Linked DNA regions of Mus musculus: region 2 is linked to region 1. A link is a contact called in public Hi-C data. All regions are on one chromosome and are shown on one strand. The core of a region is the stretch at or near the end of the contact, and the rest is flanking DNA. Distances in the headings are between cores, read along the strand shown. Region 1 overlaps Nrxn3 (neurexin III). Region 2 overlaps Nrxn3 (neurexin III).

Evidence for each region. A called contact is a pair of places that touch in the nucleus more often than the background predicts.
Region 2: a Hi-C map of cerebellar granule neurons shows a contact between it and region 1, with 3 times the contacts expected there. The contact joins two enhancer-like sites. A contact is called at or near these places in 3 of 484 Hi-C or Micro-C datasets (cerebellar granule neurons, cerebral cortex and nephron progenitors).

Annotation. Positions count from the first base shown.
Region 1 is chr12:89,551,476-89,556,141 of GRCm38.p6, reverse strand. All of the region lies in intron 14 of Nrxn3 (neurexin III), which reads right to left. Among named protein-coding and RNA genes, the nearest start is that of Gm40537, 580 kb to the right of the region's middle. Within about 2 kb of position 2,736, at least 4 of the 459 cell types and tissues checked have an H3K27ac peak or open chromatin away from gene starts, as enhancers often do. A contact at or near this core is called in cerebellar granule neurons, where this site is marked.
Region 2 is chr12:89,786,928-89,791,593 of GRCm38.p6, reverse strand. All of the region lies in intron 14 of Nrxn3 (neurexin III), which reads right to left. Among named protein-coding and RNA genes, the nearest start is that of Gm40538, 620 kb to the left of the region's middle. Within about 2 kb of position 2,588, at least 4 of the 459 cell types and tissues checked have an H3K27ac peak or open chromatin away from gene starts, as enhancers often do. A contact at or near this core is called in cerebellar granule neurons, where this site is marked.

The sequences.
Region 1 (4,666 bases), core at 1,487-3,986:
ACATCTCTTGGTCTGCAGCCCTAGGCTAAGAGTGAGAACTGAATGTTGCAAGAGGTCAAGTGGTCATGATGAGTACAATATTAGATGTGTATCTACTTGCCTACTGCCCCTGCTCTCGGATGCCAAACATTGGGGGGCTACAATAGATCCTATAGCTGAGTATTTAAATAGCTTCTTATCTACCTCTAATTTCTATTTATAATGTCTCTCAAACCACTGGCGAGTTATACCCCTGGATTTAGAATTCTTGGGGGATGGAGTTTATCTTTCATCTCCATCTTTCCACTGCCCAGAATCTTGTTTAGTACATAGTAATATTCAGACAGAAACTTCGTGCTTTGGACAAATTCAAGGAAATTACAGGGTCATGCCTTGCCTTTTCTGTTTTCGTTGATAACAGACTTTAAGAAAAGGAAAGCACTTGTTGAGCTGTGCATGTGTCCTAGAGCAATCTCAAAAGCGATCGTCCTTCATTGGGAACCTCAAATGACAGACTCAGTTGGATGGTATTTTAGTCATTTCTCATTCATGCCATCTATTTCCCACACACTGTCTGTAGGAGGAAAGGCATTTTTGTCAGTGCTTCCTGTTGAAATATCTGCTCATAACAGGAACTTACCTGATTCCGAGTATCAATGCTCTTTATCAAAATACATGAGTATGGTTTATAACAAGGACACTGACAAGAGCATGTTGAAACTCTCCAAATGTGTTTAATTTTCTTGCTTATAAAGAAGGGTCATGACTGAGAAAAAACTCACATTGAGAATATCCACTGTTTACTCCTCTTAGTCCTGATTCCCTCCATTTTCCCTTGACCAACATGGGGAAAAGGAGGAATTTAAAAAAAAGCAGAAAAAGAAAAAAAAAGATCCTATCCATTAAATTGACCAATGGACTCACAGTACCCTCTAGTGGACAAATGGCAAACATTTATTTGTTTATTTGTTTGTTTGTTTATAATGTATGCACAGGCTTTCCCTTTTAAACCTAATACACTTTTGGCTTTGCTCACACGTCTCTTGGTATCTAGTGATCTTACAAATTCTTCTTTTTAAATCTACACTAAAAATGAATTGCAGGCATAAAAAGAAAGAACAAACAATTTCTTTTATTAACATCCAAACCTGCTAACACAAACACTGGGGGCCTCTACATAAATAGAGATGTGTGGGTTGGGCACCATCTGTCTATACTCCTGTTTGCCAAGTATCCTCTTATAGCACTAGGCATTTAGGTGACCAGTGTCTGGCCATCTAGACTATGGCTGGATTCTATTGCATTCCTCTGTGGGAATGTGGTTGTAATCCTACCTTGTATCTTTGCATACAACAAGGTGATATCATAGAGAAAGGAACTCATTTCTCATAGGTAAAGCTGGATTGCCACCTCCGTTCCCTGTCTCCTAGCTCTGTAACTTTTGAGACGGCTATCCCAAAGATTACATCTCAGTTCTCTCTGTTGAGGTAATGGTAATCAAATGAAAGACTATAAACAGAATCAAGAGGAAATAGATTAGTCTGCCGTGGTCTGAAGTCTTAGAAAAGTTTCCCAAAGTGTTTCTTATAAGTTTTATTTCATTTCTTAGCTAGTACATTCTAATTTCTATCTGATTATATTCATATGGTAGAACAGGAATCATAAAAATAGATTTCCACTAAGGGAAAAGTGGCTTCCCTGTCTGGACTCCGTAAGTCTTTAGTCATTTGGCAAACTTCAACAAATAACCGGAAGAACATTATCAGTCTAGGGATGAGTTCCCCTCCAATTGGCACTGGATAATCTCCTCTAGGGATAACATGTGTGAAGTGCAGATATGACCAAAATGGTGATGAATAGGTGGGTGAATAGTTTGTTAGTTTTACAGTTGTCTTTTAAAACAAACAAACAAACAAACAAACAATCAAAATCCTTTCCCTCTGAACTAACACAGAAAGAGAAGTGAACATTACATTCAAATCATTTTTTTCCAAAATCTATAGCTGAGGTACTTCGTAGATTTCATTTTCCTAATCAAATTTAGAGGCTATGTTGAACAATAAAGCAATCTATTATGACATAGACATCCCCCCCCCAATGAATCATTTGAATGGATCAAAATAAATGAAATACTCAAAGAAAATGACACTACAAATTCTGAAACATTAGTAGTTTTTCTAGACTTCCTAATACTGAGAATGGTTGGGTTATTTTAATGATATGTATCTACCTGAATCTTTAAGAAATACTTACATTTCAATCATAGGAAGAAAATATTTGTGTTCATATTCCTAAAAAGAAATCATGAATGTCCTAAAATCGCATTACATTTGCTGGCCTATATTATTCTCTTGTCAAAGAAACCTTCATTTAACTCCAGGGCAGAGGAGACGGGACCCACCACAGGCTTGTGTAATAAAGAGACAGATGGCCTCACTGGTCACCTGTCAGCAGAAATTATTCACAGAGGAGAAAATGAGCAACAGAGACTGAATAATTCTTGTGTGTTTTGATTTCATAATCTCAAGCCATCCTATCTGTTTATAAGGTGAATTTTAATCAGAGCAGGAAACAAAGTTGGGGAGAGGATAGAATATTTATTGCAGCCCTCACCAGAGGTGGACGGCATGAAATATTCTTCTTTGATCATGATGGATGGACCCTTCTTCTATAAACTGGAAAATGAATATCCTCTCCATCCCAGCCCTTCTCTACAGACTTCCTGGGGAAGAGGAGGGGATCTCTCCTGTCCAAACCTGACAACTGAATTTAATCATGCGTGTAAGTAGCAAGTCCCCATGATAAGCATCCCACTCACCCTGAACCACCAGCACCAATGGAAAGACTTTAACTTACAATGTGGATTTCATTAAAGAAAACAAAAATGGGGAGGGGCTGGAGATGGAAGCTGGTTCTCAAATATTCATTTGTTTATAGTTGCATATAATTTCCATGTTATAAATTGCAAAATTGATTAAATAAAACAAAACATTTACACTTACTACCATGGCAAAGACGATTTTCTTTAATTTCTGTATACTTGAACTTCCTCATTATCTTAAAATTAAGTCATGATTTTTAAAAAAAAATAGTATGGCTATTTTAATTTGGGTGACAGAGTATAATAGATTAATTCATAGGAATATTTTTTAATTTCTTAAAGAGAAATAGTTTTTTTCTTGAGACCCCAAAATATTGAAACATACTTCCTTATGCAGATATCTAAAAGTGGTAGGGTTTATTTTCTGAACTTCTAAACAAACTCATCGAATCTATGTAACCTTGGGTTGTCCTTCTTTAGCCACTTGACAAATCCTCAACTTTCTAAGCCATGGGACCAGAAAATCATAGGATTAACACAGAAGCAAATCATACTTTACCTTATGCCTACCTTCTCGGGGGGTGAGGGGGTAGATGACCACAATTTATAAGTTCATCCCCCTTAATCCAATCATCAAACACTTTATCTTGCCTTCTGTTGTTCTTTAACAAAGGGGAATGCCAAGGCTGCCTGATGGGACATAATCCCCTGGATGGAACAGAACTGACCTGTATTAGCATCATTCCACCTGAAAGCTTAAGCCCAATACAAGCAACTGACAGCAAAGATGACCCAGGTCAACTGTGAGCAAAAGGTATAGTAAGGAACCGGAGCTTTGCGTTTCAGTGTGCACAAGCTCTCACAAAATTATGAGAATACGGTGCAAGAAAATGTAGTACTGATGTCTTGAGAATTCTTACAGCCAACTGGAAATTGCAGTTAAAGGGAAGAAGGAGTAGAAAGCGAGAAACCTAAAATGAGAGTACACATCCCTCAAGCCTTTGCTACATAAAATTTGGGGGTCCAGAATTCTATAATATTTGCTTAAGGTCAAAATTTTCTTATACTGCAGGGGAGATTATCTATACACTCCAAGGGTCAAAACTGTGTTCCCATAAAGATGAAATAATGTACATATTTCAAAGGGATGCAGGAACTAATAGTATTGAATGCCTCAAGCACTCTAGGTGAACAGGTATTTGAAGGAAAGGTCCTCTGGGCTCCCTGGAATTTCTTCATGATAATTGCCTAGAGCCGGGCAACAGTAGCAGAACTTAGTTCACATCAGGGAGAAAAAAATGAACTTGGAATGAACTTTTCTCAGCCATACACAGTAAAGGATATTAAAATTATATTTCAATCAGAGAATTCACAATTCATTTTACTAGAAATCATACAGCAAACATTATCTGATACCTCTAAGTCCAACACGTAGCTGGAATTTATGAGCTGTCCGAGTAACACAAAAAGGTGTTTAGTGCCTATATGTAGATTTCTTTAACGTATAAGATCTATTAATTATAAATCCAAGCATATATAAAATAAAAAAGGAACAATAATCAGATCTTCAAGTTTATAAATGGAATATATTTATTACATTTTAGCCATCCTACCAATCCTTTGATTATTAGACTTTACTATCAGCCTTTGGGTGGCTTGATATTTTTTTTAACTTGAGACTAGACCTAAAGCTTACAGTGTCAAAATCCTAGTGTCAAAATGCCCTTTAGCCTGTAGGCTCCTCCTATTGCTTTTCCTGGCTTCACTCAATGTTCTTTGAAACTTTCATTCAATCCACTCTTTCACAAACTGAGCCAGGCTTTGGCTCTTTGCCCTGAGCAGATGAGTGATGTTTACTCTCCACAC
Region 2 (4,666 bases), core at 1,339-3,838, 240 kb before region 1:
TCCCCTTATCTATTTAATCCAGCTTCTGTGAAGTGAGATAAACAGAACTGATCAGGTTAATGCTGGGCAATGTTCCCAAAACACAGAAGGCTGCTTCTAAAACCTGTAAGTCACTCTTTGGGCCTGAGAGCAAACAAAATGAAGTACTTGGAGGTGCTAGAGGGAGCTCTGCCATAGGAAATGGCCTTGGTGTTTCAGCATAAAGCTGGCAGGTAATGAGAAGATATTTTAGAAAGTAGCCATCTTAACTTTGACTAATAACAATAGTAAGTATTATCAGGAGTTAATGATCGTGAAAATAGTCTGAGGATCTTCACTTTTCCTTTAAAAAATTATGGTATTTTATATGATCAAACTCATAAACTGCTATATTTTCCCTTTAGGAAGTCAATTTCTCCTGATAAGGGTGTGTACTTGTATATTTGTGTGTATATGTGTGAAAGAAAGAGAGACAGAGACAGATATACATACATATAGAGAAACGGGGTGGGAAGAAGCAGAGAGAAAGACACAAAGATACAGAGACATAGAAAGGGTCCGAGAAATATATAAAATCATATTAAACCTACATTAATAATGAATGCAATTGGGCTAGAGAGATGGCTCAGTGGCTAAGAGCACTGACTGCTCTTCCAGAGTTCCTGAGTTCAAATCCCAGTAACCACACGGTGGCTCATAACCATCTCTAGTGATATCTGATGCCCTCTTCTGGTATGTCTAAAGACAACTACAGTGTACAGCATACAGTATACAGCTACAGTATACATAAGGTAAATAAATCTTTTTAAAAAAATGGATGTAATGTAAATGGGCACTTCAGTCAGCCTCAGCAACCCTGAAACCCAAGATTATCTTTTCCTTCTCCTTTCCCCTTTTTCACTGGTCCTGAGCTTCCTGACATGATATTCAGCCCTAGATTCCCATCGTTTGGAAGTGGAGAGGTATGGTAGAACCCACTTTGCCTCATGTACAAGGGACAAGAAAGAAGACAGCACTACTATTTGGTTTCACAGGAGGCTTAAAATCCATCTGTATGTTAGTTCTTGCCACAGTTGCTATGCCTTTTGTCACCTGAGATCACTCTCACTTTGCAGCGATTTCTTTTCTTTGTTCCAACATAACATTTTTATTGATCTGTTGGTAATTCCACACCATGTGCCCTGGTCACACACATTTCCCATGTCTGCTCCCCCAACGTTGTGCACACACACCTCACAATTTAAAGTTTAAAGAAGAAAAGTAAAATATAAGGTCATCTGTAGCCTTTGTATATTCACTGGACTATGGTCAAACTCTCAGTGGCCTTCCTCTTAAATAGAACTGAGTCATCCTCCACTCCCACACCCCACTAGAAGCCATCAATTGCAGAGAGCTAGCTTCATCATTCTATCACAGTTTTTAAGAATTCTCTTCTGAGAGGCTCCACCCACCAGCTGACTCAGACAAATGCATACACCTACAGCCAAACAGTGGATGGAGCTTGGGGACTCTTAAGGAAAAATAGAAGGAAGAATTGCCAACACCAAATGGGGATAGGAACTCCATAGGAAGACTAACAGAACCAACTAACGCACACTGGGGCTCTCAGAGAGTGAACCACCAACCAAAGCATATGCAGACTGGACCTAGGCCTCCCTGCACATATGTAGCAGATGTGTGGCTTGTTCTTCATGTGGGTCCTGAACAACTGGAGCAGGGGCTAGCCCAAAAGCTGTTGCCTGTCCTCGGATATGTTCTTCTAACTGGGCTGCCTTGTCTGGCCTCAGTGGAAGAGGATGTACCTAGACCTGCAGAAACTTGATGTGTCAGAAGAGAAGGGGTGCTGGAAATGGGGGAAGAATTGTGGGAGGAGGTGACCAGGAAGAGGAACAGTGAGTGGGATGTAAAATGAATAAATAAATTTAAATAGATAAATAAGTAAATTTAAAACAAGAATTCTTTTCAATGGCTTTCTGTTTAGGCTGCTACTTTTCAGGGGCGGGCTGGGGAGACATAGGGGTTGTCACAGAATTCTTCCACATCTCTCTTTCTCAATTATCCATCTGCAATCATCAGTATCACTGTAAAAGCAGCTTCTGTGCTCTTTACAGTAAGTGAGAACGTAGATTATGTACTGTTTCAAAGTATTATTCTTTCTATATATAGCTCATGGTTTTGAAGAGCACATTTAAACATTTGGAGATAAACACTGGATATAAAGTAGAATAATTAGCATGTTATCTCACTTTTTATCAGGTTTAAGATTTTATTTTTTATTCACTCCTTTTAAGTTAACAACTTACAGTAACTAAAATTACGTCCAGTTTATATAAACTGGGACTTTGAAAACCTACTTATCACAAGGCTTAAAGAGATTAACTGGCAGAATTTGAACCCAATCCCTTTGGCTCTGGATCTTACCCTAGATCAAATATTGGCTTTCAATCATAAACTATAAAATATCAGGTGTGTTAAGCAATCTGTATGGGTAAGCTATGATTAGCTAATATTATTACTTGGTACTAGGAGTATCTGACTGGTTTAGGAAAAGGGTCAGACTACCTCCCGAATTCTCTGGCAAATTCATTTCTAGTAGTACAGAGACTGGCAACAGTGTAGGACCAGATGGCCTATGATTTTGTGATTGTTTCTGTGCCAAGCGTTTTGTAAGACTAAAGAAGTCGAGTTGAATTTTCAAAACAGAGTAAAGAAATCAAGGAAAGCATCCAGCAAGAAGAAATAACTGAGTTTTGTTTTAGTTTCTTCTGCTTCAGTGATAAAATATTCTCATGAAAGCAAGTTAAAGGATAAAGGGTTTATTCTAGTTCACAGCTTAAGTATATGTAGTTTATTACTGCAGGCAAGTCAAGGAGGTAGGAACTGGGAGGAATGTGTCACTATGTGTACAAAATTATGAACATAGAGCAATGGATACACATTGCTATTCACTGTCTTTTCTCCATTGATAAAAAAAGTCCAGGATCCCATACACAGAAGGGTGCCATCTACAGAAGGTCTTCCTATCTCAAGTAACACAACCAAGATAAACTTCCTCAGGAAAGCCCATGGGCTTATCTCCCAGGTGATTTTAGATTCTCATAAATTGACAATTAACATTAAACAACATAATTTGCATCATGAAATAGATGGTTGTGGAAAAGAAGAAAGCTATTATTCTTTCAGTGAGAAAGGTCTTAAATCAGCTGTCCTCCTGAGGCATCCTGGGAATTATTTTATCATGTAAAAATAAATGAAGTGAAAGAAGGGTTGGTAACAAAGAGGAAAAGGGGAGGAATAACAAAGAAAGAAGAAGAGAAGAGAGGGGAGGAGAGGAGAAGAGAGGAGAGAAGAAGAGAGGAAGGAGAGAAATGGGAAGAGGTAATCTTTGAGAGTAGTAGCCAGTTTTCCTCTGAGGTACACCTCTGAGCCTAAAATACAAGCCAACTTTTTCTCCTTATAGGTCTTCACCCTCCATCTGATTTGATGGCAGTCAGAGTGGTCTGAAGCTAACATGCTAATAAACTTGGCTTGGGAGAAGAGCCCAACAGAAAGGCGGTTTAGGCCTTGGCCTGAGAATATGGCTCTCTGCTATTCAGTACAAAATATATGAGCATTGTATTTACATCATTCTTATATTTCCCTATACCCCATCCAAGTCCTCCAACCCTGCCTCTGCTTTCTCTCAAGTTCATGACCTACTGAGTTTATTTAGTGTTGCTTGTACACGTCTGTGTTTAGGGCTGACAACTTGGGAATAAATAACCCATCCAGGGGGCCTGTCCATGGACAAAACTGACTCTTAGCAGCCACAGATTATCTATAGTTCTTTGTCTTGGAATGTGGCCTTGTAACATTTGCTCTGTCCATTTCAGGATGCTGACTGCTCTTTTCCTAATTCAAGACTTGTTTGGGCAACCATATTGTTGAGATCTCTTGGGTGCAGCTTCCCTGTCATGACTAGAAGTCATAGGAGTCATTGTCTCACGTCTTCCACACACTTTAAACTAGCAAACCTTGGCCTGAAGAAAACAAGCAAGCAGGCTCAAGGTTTTACCTTTCTCATTAGATATGCAAAGCAGTTTAAGGAAACAAACTGCAATGTCCACAGCTCTTTCTGGAATCCATCAAGGAACTTCATTAAGTAACAGTCTTCACAAATGAGCTGATTCTCCCCATTACTTGAGACTGATTGCTCTTTTCTTTTCTTCACAGATAACAGATGGCTCAAAATGCATTTCTGCCACACAATACTTAGGATCAACTAGGATTAACACAATATTCTCATTGCACCACTGCCCACTATGGGTTTTATTGACTATGTCCTAAACCAACAGAAAACATTTTACTAATCTCCAACGACAATGGGCATTGAAAGTAGGTCTTTGGATTGCATCCAGGATGTTATAGGGACGCATGTAGTTAGTTATTAGATCTCCTTTCTCTCCCAGACTATAAGAAGATGAATGGTCAAGAGAGAAGAATTTAGAATATAGGGCAGAAATAGAGGGGATAGCTAAGTCAGTTCACTCCAGCACTATTCTTAGATAATTTCCTGCTGACCAAGTAAAAGCTTGTCCATGGGCTGAAACTATGAGTTTAACAATGGAGTCACTTAAAGAAACCCCACCATTTGTTTATCTTTTGAGCAAACAAGTCACACACGTGATTAGCAAAAACTCTATCCTTG